2 separate regions of the Mus musculus genome follow, and region 1 is linked to region 2. The links are chromatin contacts, called in public promoter capture Hi-C maps. All regions are on one chromosome and are shown on one strand. The core of a region is the stretch at or near the end of the contact, and the rest is flanking DNA. Distances in the headings are between cores, read along the strand shown.

Region 1 (6,096 bases), core at 2,997-5,496, 310 kb before region 2:
AGGGACTAAGGCAGTTGTGACAAAAGTCTGGGTTTAGTGTCTTTTTTTTTTTTTTTTTTTTTGGTTTTTCGAGACAGGGTTTCTCTGTATAGCCCTGGCTGTCCTGGAACTTACTTTGTAGACCAGGTTGGCTTCGAGTGCCAGGATTAAAGGCATGCGCCACCACGCCCGGCTAGTGTCTTCTTAAGTATAGTTCTTTTTGCCAACAAGCTGCCTGAGAAGCAGCTGGTGGTGGACAGTCGGAGTAGGGGTACGGGGTGTGGGGTGGGAGATGGGGGTTGGGAGGGAGGTGGTAAGAGCAGGTGATCTGGAAGAGAGGACACACATAGGGCAGGCAGTGCTGGAGAGCCACGGTGGATAAGGTAGGCTGCTCATTTTCCGGTTTCTTTTGAGTTTGTGGCACTGGACCATGCTGTTTGAAAGAGATCTGATTCAGGGCCCGGAGGATGAGCACCTGGAGGTCATGTGGTCTCAGCAGCCATGGACTCTGACAAGCTTCGGTCACAGGTCTCTGCTCCAGGAGTAACTTGGACCGTTGCTGAGAACTTTTTCCTTTTTTTAGAAATGAGCTTGAAGGTATCCTTGATCTGGGGATCCAAAGTCATTCTGACCTTCATGGGTAAGACTTATCCTGGATCTGAGGGAGTTTCCACTGTGTGTGTGTGTGTGTGTGTGTGTGTGTGTGTGTGTGTGTGTGTGTGCGCGTGCGCGTGCGTATGCACGTGCATCACAGTACACATGTGGGTGTTAGGGGATGGGTTTTAGGAATCTGTTCTCTCTCCTCAATGCAACATCCTGGGATCGAACTCAGATCATCGTACTTGGTGGCAAGCACCTTCACCCACTGAGCCCTCTTGGCAGTCCACACCTGTTGTTTTATAGCCCCTGAAATTAGTCATTTAATTGGGCCCTAGAGCTAGGTTTCAGAGAGCAGCACTTACTTGGCCTCCCTCAAAACGAACATAAACTATGTGAGACTCAAGTCCTTGACCTTTAAGGAGTCTTCAGAGGAATCAGGGTCTATGTATCACGTTGCCTGAGCCACCACCCTCTGAGCCATTTTCCAACATGCAAATCTGCTGAACTCACTCAGCTTTCTGGGGGTGGGAGGGAAGGCTCTTGACCTTGCAACTTTGTTTCAAAATCCCCAACCAGAAACGGTAACTATTCCGGGTGGTGCATCCAGAGTGAGGGTCATAGTGGATGTAAGGAAAGGGCCTTGCTATTGCTGCTTTGTGTCTTTCGTGGTTCTCAAGCCCTGAATCCCTAGGGCCTTGCATTGGCCCTGGCTGGAATAGAGGCAGGAAAGTGAAATGACAAGTCTGGGCATGACGGATAGACAGCAGACCCTGAGAGGAAGCATCCCTCCCGCTCCCCACTCTGGCAACCAGGTCATATCCAGGGCAATCTCCAGCTCTCAGTCAAGTGGTTCCTCAGAGGATGATGGGAAATGTAAACGTGGAAAGACTGGACTGCCGTCCATGCACACACACAGAGGCAGAGGTCAGGTGAGGAAGAGGATAAAGGGGTCCCAGGGGCTGTAGAGCCTCATAGAGGGGAGAGAGTGTCAACACCTCATCAGGCTGAATCCTGCAAGCCCCCTTTCCCTCAGCAGATGGCCTCTTAATTATAATATGGCCTGGCATCTAGAGCAATACAGGGTCATGAGAGTCTGGGTAAAACCTGCCCGGAGAGACAGAGCAAAGCTGATTCTATGGGGGCCGTGGAGGTGGCTCAGCATGCAGAGAGCTTGCCTAAACCTGAGTTCAAATCCCCAGAACTCAAGTGAATCCGAGCACAGTAGCACACATCTGTAATCTCAGTGACAAGCAGGTGACCTTCTTGTCAAAGCTCCTGTCCCTTCTCAACTCTGTCCCTCCGCACTCCACTCTTGGGTGTATATAAACTTAGCCATCTTAATGTCTGTAAAATGAGACCAAGTAGGGCGACTGTCCACTTTATGAGCTCAGATGTAAATGCTTGGAGCGGTCCCCACTCTGTCGAAGGGCCTGCCCTGTACGTGTCTGCCGTAATTATTAGAGTTTCCACAATTCCAGCTGTGCCCTTCGGCACATAAATGTTTTTTTTTTCCCATCTGGTTTCCATTTTCCCAGCTATAATACAGAATTAATGATGACAGTTCCTCCCAAGGCGTGTGGTAGGAGAGTGTCATAGCATATATTTAAAGAAAGAGGTTGTGAACTGTAAACTGCTTTACAGGAACCATGTATTTTAAAAATCAACTGTATTAATAATTATGAGTTCTGCTAGGTCCCTCTAGACTACGGTGAAGACATGATTTCAACACTTCACAGTTCAGAAGTGAGCAGACTATTAGAGTGGATCCTAGGGAAGAAGGAAGAACACAGGGATGAAGGTCTGTGTCTGCCTCAAAAGAGGAAGAATTCCCCGGGCCTTGCTTCACTGGTAATCAATTTGCAGTCCAGTTTCATTCCCTGTTTTGATTTCTCAGTGTGAGTGTAGGGGTCCCCCGGAGAGGCAGGGTCCACGAGTCCTGATTGTCCCCTGGAACTTTTCTGCTTGTTTTAAAACCCAAGACTCACTAGGGCATGGCATGGGGGCAAGATTTAAACAGAGAGGCAAGGAAGAAGAGGAAGCGAAAGGTTTACTGTTGAAAGGCCCACAAGAGTTGGGTGTGCGGCAGCCATACACCTGTCACCACAGCTCTTGAGAAGCTGAGGCAGGAGGATAGTGAAGACCACCTAGGGCTACCTTGGGAGACCCTGTCTCTGAAACAACAACAACAACAAAAAAAAATCCTCAGACTCAAAACAAAACCAGATAATGCAGAGAAAATGCTTATTATTATCACTTAGAGAGAGGTGGTGTATATGTATGTATTTTTGTGTATATGTGTTTGTGCCTGTCTGTAGGTATGGATTTGTGTGCACAAGGCATATGTGTATGTGTGTGCATGGTGAGTTCCACTCCCAGAGCCCAGTGGGCCTCTGACTTTTTCCACAAAAGACCCTGGGGACTCCAAATTAAAGGGAAGCTACTCAGGAGAGACATATGTGTGTTTGTGTGTGTTTATGTATGTGTGTGTGTGAGTGTGTGTGAGTATGTGTGTATACACATGTGCAAGCTCTCATGCATACCTGGTGATGTGGCTTCAGATACCTGAAAGCACACCAGTGGTATTTGGTGAAGCCCAGATTGTTAAACAACACCCTTCTTATCCTACGTCAATCCATCAACCGAGAACTGGACATTCACGTAAGGAGGAGGGCGTGGGCTTTGGTTTCAGGGAAGTAGGAACTGTTGACCGGGAGAGTTCGGTCTCAACAGCTGGCTGATTTGAATTGTACCATGTGTGTCTCCAGGCGCAGGCCGAGGTCTGGGGCTGATTGCTGGGGTCACTGAGAGGTGAAGGCTCCAGACCTGTTGTTTGCTACTGGCTTGCAGCTCTCTCACTTGGGCTAGAAGATCTCTTCCGGTTGGTAGATGGGAGGAGGGCCCGTGCTGGACTCTGCTAGGAAACAGTGTCCCTCAGCACCCCACAACTCAACAAGGGAGCCGTGATGTTACAGTCACCTTGCATCCCTGGGGACTTGTGTCTTGCTTGAGGCCGGTGAGGAAGGAAACAAACAGCGCTTTGGGATAAATTTAGTGCCGCTGTAAGTATCGTGCTCGACACTTGCCCAGCCTGGCATTCACCTCTGTTTACATCCAGCTCAGTGGGATGTAGCATGGCTGTGACTTTCCAAATGCTTCTCATTGTCCTCTCCTGAGTGGCTTCCCTTTAATTTGGAGTCCCCAGGGTCTTATGTGGAAAAAGTCAGAGTCCCACTGGGTTCTGGGAGTAGAAATCACCATGCACACACATACATATACACCTATACCATGTGCACACAAATCCATACCTACAGACATGCACACAAATCCATACGTACAGGCATGCACACACGCACAAATATATGTACATCAGCATTACCTTTTCCTCAGACCAGCTCACAAGAGAAAACAGCACCCCAAGCTGGTGAAGCTCCAATATTTACTCAGAAAATACCCCAGAGTCCTAAAATTAAAGGGGGGTTTTGGGAATTAATGGGGATGGGAATTAAAGGGGAAGGGTTGTCCGAGGATGTTGGGGGCACTGGGAAAGTCACTAGCGCTGGATCAGGTCAGCATCATTTCCTGTTAAAATTATCCCAAGGAACAAGTCAGCGCCTCTCCCCACGCCAGCTGCCTGCTCTGGGAACTGGGCAGGGCCAGCTCCTCAGCCCTGGGGAGACCCAGATGGCTCCAGATTGCCAGTGATGTAGCCTGCACTTCCTTTATTTATCCAGAGCCTTCTGAGCGCCCGCGAGAGGAAAGCGAGCAAATGGGAACACCATACAGCCAGCAGCCTGCTCTCCTTGGCTTTCTGGCTGCTTCTTGAGTTGGGGTTGAAAATCTGGCAAGAATTGGAGCTGTTCCCTCCGCTTAAAAATGGTATCTGTCCACACACAGAGCAGCGTTTTCTTGTGGATTTGGGTCTTTTGGCCATAACACTATGTTCCATTTACATTGTTTTAATTGACAAAGATGTCTTTGAGGGATAAAGGATTTGTAGAGGAAGACAGAATACTGGGTACAGTCTTCCACTGGTCTGTCTTTGCCTAGTAACTTGGAGTGGGGGTGGGTCCTCTCATGAACAATCCTGCTTTATGCAGCCTTCTCTGAGACCTGTGGGTGACAGCTCAGTGGAGGGGGAAGGCTGGCTGGTGTTTGGGATTCTGTCTGTTTTAGATAGTGACTTGTTTGTTTGAGCCAGAGTCTCAATATGTAGCCCAGGTTGGCCTTGGATTAAAGATCCCTCTGTCCCAGCCGTCCAAGTGCTAGCCTTACAGGTGTGCAACTGTGACACCCAGTTTTAGATGTTAACTTTAGTCAGAGGCTAAGTGAGAGGGGACATTTCAAAATCGTGTTGGAAGTGGTCATTTCTTCCTGGGCTATCCCACTCCAGCTCCTGAGCCTTTATTAAGGCATTTGAGACAACAGATGTAATCTTAAAGCAAATTGTACGTGTGTGAGTATGTTAGTGATGTGTGTATGAGAGTGTGTGTTAGTGATGAGTGTGTGTTAGTGATGAGTGTGTGAGTGTATGTGTTAGTGATGACTGTGAGAACGTGTTAGTGATGGGTATGTTAGTGATGAGTATGAGAATGTGTTAGTGATAAATGTGAGTGTTAGTGATGAGTGTGAGAATGTGTTGGTGATGAGTGTGAGAACATGTTAGTGATAAGTGTGAGAATGTTAGTGATGACTGTTAGTGATGAGTGTGAGAATGTGTTGGTGATGAGTGGGTGTGGGTGTGTGTTAGTGATGAGTGTGTGTGCTATTGATGAGTGTGAGAATGTGTTAGTGATGAGTGTGTGAGTGTGTGTTAGTGATGAGTATGTGTGTGAGTGTGTGTTAGTGATGAGTGTGTATGAGTGTTAGTGATGAGTATGTGTGTGTGAATGTGTGTATTAGTGATGAGTGTGTGCTTGCCAGGGTCTGATCTTGAGAGTCTTCCTCTTTCATGTATCATGCTGTGTTGTCGAACCTGGAGCTCACTGCTAGCTAGCTACTGTGGCCAGTAAACCCCAAGGATCCCCCAGCACTGAGACTACAGGCCCGCCCTGCTATGTCTGGGTTGTATACAGATACTAGGATCAAACTTAGGCCCTCATGCCTGCATGGCATGTGCTCTGTCGAGCCCCAAGTGTAGAGCCTTACAGTTTGGAATGCTTAATATATGTTTGATGAACGAATAGATTGGTGTGTGGGTTACCATGGGATGGAAACATCACAAAGCAAGAGCTATGACAGATGGAAGTGCCAGAGAGGACAGGGTGTGGCCGAGAGCTCCTCCCTCCCCTCTATGCCACACACTAGAGGAGGTACCAGAGCAGCCTCAGACGCTCTGCTCTTCTTTCTCTGCTAATATCATTCAACAAAGACCGAGGAGCCTGGGACAAATGAATGAGCAACCATGTCTTTCTCCCCTCCTTGTTTTTCTGAGATGCAGGGAGGAGGCTCATTTCAGCTTAGTAATTAATTGCTTGACCCTCTTGGGACAAGCTTAGCTCGAGTAAGCAGGAACTGAAG
Region 2 (5,796 bases), core at 398-2,897:
GGCACACTCACCTTTATGGGACAGAAGGATCTCTGACAGGTTCTCGCTGCTCTCCGGGGAAGAGTTGATCTGGCTGCCCAGGCTGTCCTGTGGTGGGGCCTAGGGGTGAGTTGTTTGGAAAGGGAAAGACCTTGAAGACACCAGGGACTCTGCACTGCAGTCTGCAGAGGCCATGTGGCCTTTTGAGGTGCTAGGCCTTTTGGAAGGATTCAACCCACTGCTGGGCATCCAGAGCTCACCTCCTGGGTCACCAGGCTGCCCACCTGGATGGGGGGCGGAGTAGGCACAGAGGAGCTCTTCACCTGCCAGGCCCTGGGACTGGCCTTGAACACATGGTAGGACTCACTGCAGTTGGCACAGGAACAGGAGGAGGCAGCTGTCGACCAGGCTAGTCACACCAAAGTCCACCCACCCCCACCCTAGAGAAGAGCCTGTTGGTGCCAATGGGGGGCCGGGGGAGAAGCCACAAATCCTGGCTGCAGACCCATGCCACAGCTTTAAGTGCTTCTAGCTCCATCTTCCCCACTCTAAGCCCTCACCTGTCTGTGCCAAGTGGGGGTAGGGTGTTGTTTTGGGGGCGCTGGGCCTCAGAACTTAGCGTCTTCACACTCTCCAGGTCAGAGTCTGGGGTCAGTGTGGCCCCTGCTGGAGTGATTTTGGGCAAGGAGCTGTCCTGTGTGTGTGATGGGAAGGCAGAGGGGTAACGACAAGAGTGAAGAGTCAGAAGACTAGGCCTTGAACCAGGAACAACACAGAGCCATAGGGCTGTAAGATGGGGGGTGGGAGTGAAGGGCACTGGGCCTGTGCTCTGGGTCCCCAGCAAGCTGGGACCATTAGGCAGCCTCAGTGACACAGCTCAATGGCCTGGTCCTTTAGAGCATCCACCGGTTCCTTGATATTTAGAAATTAATTCATGAATTAAGCCATCCATCCATCCATCCATCCATCCATCCATCCATCCATCCATCCATGTATTGTTTGAGATAGAATCTTGTTGTACAGTGGTGGCTGATCTTTCTAACCTCCTGCCTCAGCCTCACAACTGTTGGGATAGACTAGTTGACTAGTAGTCACTTGGTGACATCACAGATGACAGTCATGACCTGTGACTCTAGGTTGGGAAAATAGCCAGGCCAGGTAGTAATGCCCAGGAATGGGGGAATCTCATCTAGGCTTGGGAAGGTGGGAGAGGAGGAGGGAGGGGGAAGGGAAGGAGAAAGAAGGAGGGAGGGGAAGGAGGAAGACCAACTCCTCTTGGAACTTGGCTGAACTGGTAGGATTCCCCAAGTCAGCGAATTTGGGTCGGCTCACACGCCCACCTGCAGGGCTCTGGAGGCCACTCGGTCCATGATGGTGGCCCGCTCCAGGCTGCCCTCTTCCAGTTCCCGAAGGTAGACTTCGTAGAGTTCCTCCAGGTGCCGGGGAACCTCCAGATTGTAGTCTGTCCGGGGAAAGGGGAGATGAGAATTTGGCCTGGGCTCTCAGCCCCAACGACAAAGTCCCAGGCCCGTGCGGTTGGGCCCTACCGTCGATGATCTGCCGCTGGCCCTGGATGATCTCATCGCAGAGGCTGCGGTGCTGCTCCAGGCGGCGCACAGCCTCGCGGCGGTGGCGCAGAGCGCTGTCGCGGAGCAGAGCGTGCGACTGCATCTCGGTGTTTTCCACCTCCAGCTCGTGCACGCGGCACAGCAGGCTGAGCACCTCGCGCTGCTCCTCCGAGCCGATGCGGCGCGGCAGCGTCTCTTCCAGGCGCCGGCCACGCGCACGCAGCTCTCGGCAGCGCTGCTCCAGCGCCAGCTGCGGGAGGGCGGCACGGGTCAGCACCAGACCAGTCCCACCGGTCCAGACAGGCCCTGGTCTCAGGCCTTCTGGCTGGTACTCCAAGTATAGGTTAGCCCTTCTAAGCTTATTTTGGATGTTGCAAGTAGTTGGCGCCTTTGTGCCCACTTGACTCAACCATGCCCTGTGACATCCCTAATTCCAACTCAGAAGGTGAAAATCTATTATTATACTGGTACCATGTTCTTAGTTCTTGCTTTATGCCAAGTATTAGTTTAACTGTCTCTAGCGACCCCTTTTGGACATCACCACGGCTGCTCCCATTCTAGAGATGAGAAGTATGACGTACACAGAGATGTAGAGACCTGGACACCCAAGATTTGTGGCCTGAGCTCGCTGGGTCTCCCTCTTCCCAGCCCTCTGCCTCCTCGTCCCCAGCCCTCCGCCCCCAAGCCCCGTACACCTTCTCTTTGCGCAACTTCTTCTGTTCGCCCACCAGGGCAGCGATGTTTTCACGGGCTGATGCCACTTCAGGTGGCTCCAGGTTATCTGGCTCATCGCCTGTGTCCGAGTCCTTCTCACTGTCCTCTTTGGTGTAGGACTCCTTCCTTCGCTCCTCCCGCCACTTGAGAGCCCTTCGTGACTTCTCGTGCTCCCAGCTGCCAGCATTTCCCCCACGAGAGACACAAGATTCAGCTCATTTGTGTTTCTATGCTCCAGGCTCCTCCATGCCAAACCTGAACCTGGGTGGGTCTAAAGGGTCCCGGGATAGGGGCGAGCATACCCGGCGATGGTGAGGAGGTGACGGGAGGTGTCAATCTGGACTTCCATGGCCTGGTTCTCCAGCTCCAGCAGGCGCCGGCGCACATCCATCTGCTCGTGGAAGGCGCTGATGAGTTGCTCCCGAAGCTGTCCCATCTCCGCGGGCCCTTCCTGCCCGCTGTGTAGCTGAACCTCAGCTGCCGGGTGAGAGTGGTGTGGACAGAGGGGCCACCAGCTCAGGCCCATCTGAGGCTCTGGCCCTCAGCTTCGTCCTAGACCAGTGCTTCTCCTTCCAAATTCTCAGATTCCTTTCCTCCCACGCCCGCATCACATCTGACTGCAGTGACTGGCTCTTCTGCTAGCCCTCACAGAACCCTTGTGTCAAGGATTTTTTTTCCCTATCGTCTTTTAGAATGCCTGTTTCTCTGGCATCTTTTAGAAAACCATCGCAGTGAACACGCAAGTCTCAGTGAGTGGTACGCCTGTCGGGCGGCTCCTATATAATATCCTCACACCATCCCACCCCATCTCCGGCTCTGCAAAGCAAACAGTGTGGTCCCATTTTACAGGGGAAGGCTCCAGGATAACTAGCAGAGGCCACTCAGCCAAGAGGAGCCAGGGTTAATGCTACCTCGTCCTATAACCCCATAAGGTCACTTGGAGAGCGCTGCTGAGACCAGCTCAGGCCTCCAGAGACACAGGCCCCTCTACATACCTTGGATGTGGCGGATGTCACCCCTGTCCAGTTTGCCCCGGGCCTGACCCCGCCCAGCCTGCTGGTCGATCTTGCACTTGAGTCTCTGGATCTCGCCTCTCAGATCAGCGATGATGCTGGTGTACTGAGCGATGTGGTAGGAGACGTTGAGCAGGTTCTGCTTCACCTACAGGGAGCCCAGGATGAGGCGTGAAGGGGTACAGTCACCCCAGGAACCAGCCTCCCTTTCTCTTCCACTGCCCCTTTTAAAAAGGACTTATTTTATTTGTATGAGTATTTTGCTTCCACGCGTTATACATACATGCCCTGTGCATGTCTGGTGCCATAGATCCCATGGAACTGGAATTAGAGACAGTTGTGAGCTGCCATGTGGGTGCTGGGAATTGAACCCAGGTCCTCTGGAAGAACAGCCAGTGCTCCTAACTGCTGAGCCATCTCTCCAGCCCCTCTCATTCTTTCCCTTTGCCAGTTCTTTTCAACGACAGCAATGGTCTCCTTGCCTCCGTCCCCACAGCCTCCTGTCACATCTGCATGCCTCTGCTAGCTCTGAATCCCTAAAGTTCTACTCTTACTCACTGGCTCCCTATTTCCTACGGAGCTCATTTCTTCACCTGGTATTGAGGTCTTGCTACTCATATTCTTTTCTTTCTTTCTTTTGATTTTACTTTCATTTTTAGTTTATGTGTATGTGTCTGTGTGGGACTGTGTACCTATGACTGTGGGTACAAAAAGAAGATGTAAGATCCCCTGGAGCTGGAGTCACAGGCAGTTGTGTGCTTAATATGGATGCTGGGACCCGAACTCAGGTCCTCTGGAAGAGCCGTACTCTGAATCATTAACCATCATTCTAGCCCCATGATTTTTCCCCATGCTTGGCCTCTGTTTCTGTATGAGTGTCTTGTTTTAGTTAGGCAAGTCTCCTGGTCTCCCCATGCCCACAACCGACAGCTCATCTTTCTCTGGCTTGCCTCAACTCCTACTGTTAGCATCCATTAAAAACTAATCTACTAATAGGGACTCATGTGGCCCAGGTTAGCTTTGAACTCATTGTGTAACCAAGGATGACCCTGAACTTCTGATTCCTCTCCCTCTGCCTCCCAACGTTGGGCTGCAGCGTTCACTACGATATCGGGATAAGCTGCTTCTGCCTAACTCGTCACCATCATGTGACCTGTCCCCATGAAGTTCCTGGAGGCTACCTGGCAATGTTGGGGGAGTTGTAGATATTGAAAGAAGGCTCACTAAAACCATTTCAAAGTTAGCCATTCTACCCTCCACAGCCTCACAGGCTAAGACTTACTTTCTTACCAGAGAACATAGTTTGATCATGAACTTGAAAGCCAGGCAGTCTCTGCCCTATCCTCCACTAGCTGTGACGTCATTTTATGTCCTTAACGTTCATCATCCTAAACTGTACGGTAGGGGAGCTCTAACTCCTGCCTGGTTCTGAGGTCAGATGGGGCAGCGTGTTACGGTTCAGGGTGGCACTGGGTAAGGCAGCCTTTGACTGTCACTGTGGTGGTGAGACGCTTTAGACATATAGACTGGGTAATCCTCTGAAGAGGAAGGGACAGGAGAGGGATGGAATGGAGGGAGGAAGGCGAGCCTGGAGTGAGAGGCAGAAGAGAGTCTTTGGGAGCCAAGGGCTCCAGGCAGGCAGGCAGTGGCTGGGAGTGCAGGGAAGGGCTTTGGAGTGATGTTGGCCTGGGTAACGAGGTCACTGCTGGAAGAGTGGAGCGGCTGGCAAGGCTCCTCTCAGGACCTCAAATCTCAGTCCAGGAGGGTGTGTCTAGGGGGTAGTCCAAGGGCCCTCACCCGAGTCCTAATATTCTTGGCTCGGCCGGCGTAGGTCAGGGTGTTCCGGGACTCTTCAAAGGCAGTGCTCGCTGGACTGATGTGGGCAATCATCACAGTGCGGCTGTTCCCGCCTAGTGAATCCTGGTGGGGGGACAGGGAGCTGGCTAGCTGGAGGACACCCTCCCCAGAGGTTTCCTGAGACTGTTTACCACACCCTGGGTACACACACATGTATATCAAACACACATGTATACACTGCATGCACACAGGCGCACACACATATTCACACTCACCCACACATGTTTACACACATTCGCTCCTACACACACACATGCACACACATGCACATATGCACACTCACATACACACATGTACACATACACTTGTGCACATACACATGCACACACAGAGGCACATATGTACACGTATGTACACATGTGCATACACACATACACGCACACCCATGCTCATACAACATAAACACATGCATACAATGGTGGTCCTTTCCATATAGCCCCACTCCCCTGGCTTGTGGCTGCAATCTTCATGGCAGGCTGATACAAGCTTTCAGAACCCACAGGCCTCTGCTGGGGTCTTGTTTTCAGTGCTTACAAAGTATGAGCCTACAGGGAGGTTCCTTGACCTTTCTGTGTCTCAGTTTCCTTATCTGTAACTTTAACCCTCCTAACTTACAGAGACACTGGGAGACTTTAGAGCTAGGGAGAATCCCTTGAACCTAGTAA

What was found. Capture Hi-C pulls out chosen DNA fragments and counts their contacts.
Region 1: a promoter capture Hi-C map of pancreatic islet shows a contact between it and region 2. The contact joins two enhancer-like sites. A contact is called at or near these places in 1 of 39 promoter capture datasets (neural stem cells) and 2 of 9 other capture datasets (embryonic stem cells and pancreatic islet).

What each region holds. Positions count from the first base shown.
Region 1 is chr11:115,096,926-115,103,021 of GRCm38.p6, reverse strand. It overlaps a transcript of Rab37 not described here. Among named protein-coding and RNA genes, the nearest start is that of Cd300lf, 34 kb to the left of the region's middle. Within about 2 kb of position 4,246, at least 34 of the 459 cell types and tissues checked have an H3K27ac peak or open chromatin away from gene starts, as enhancers often do. A contact at or near this core is called in pancreatic islet, where this site is marked.
Region 2 is chr11:114,782,377-114,788,172 of GRCm38.p6, reverse strand. Kif19a (kinesin family member 19A) reads right to left here. Exons shown (of 20, transcript NM_001102615.1): 9 at 5,072-5,194; 10 at 3,257-3,422; 11 at 2,564-2,738; 12 at 2,243-2,438; 13 at 1,527-1,797; 14 at 1,320-1,441; 15 at 540-673; 16 at 240-345; 17 at 12-99. Among named protein-coding and RNA genes, the nearest start is that of Btbd17, 11 kb to the left of the region's middle. Within about 2 kb of position 1,647, at least 60 of the 459 cell types and tissues checked have an H3K27ac peak or open chromatin away from gene starts, as enhancers often do. A contact at or near this core is called in pancreatic islet, where this site is marked.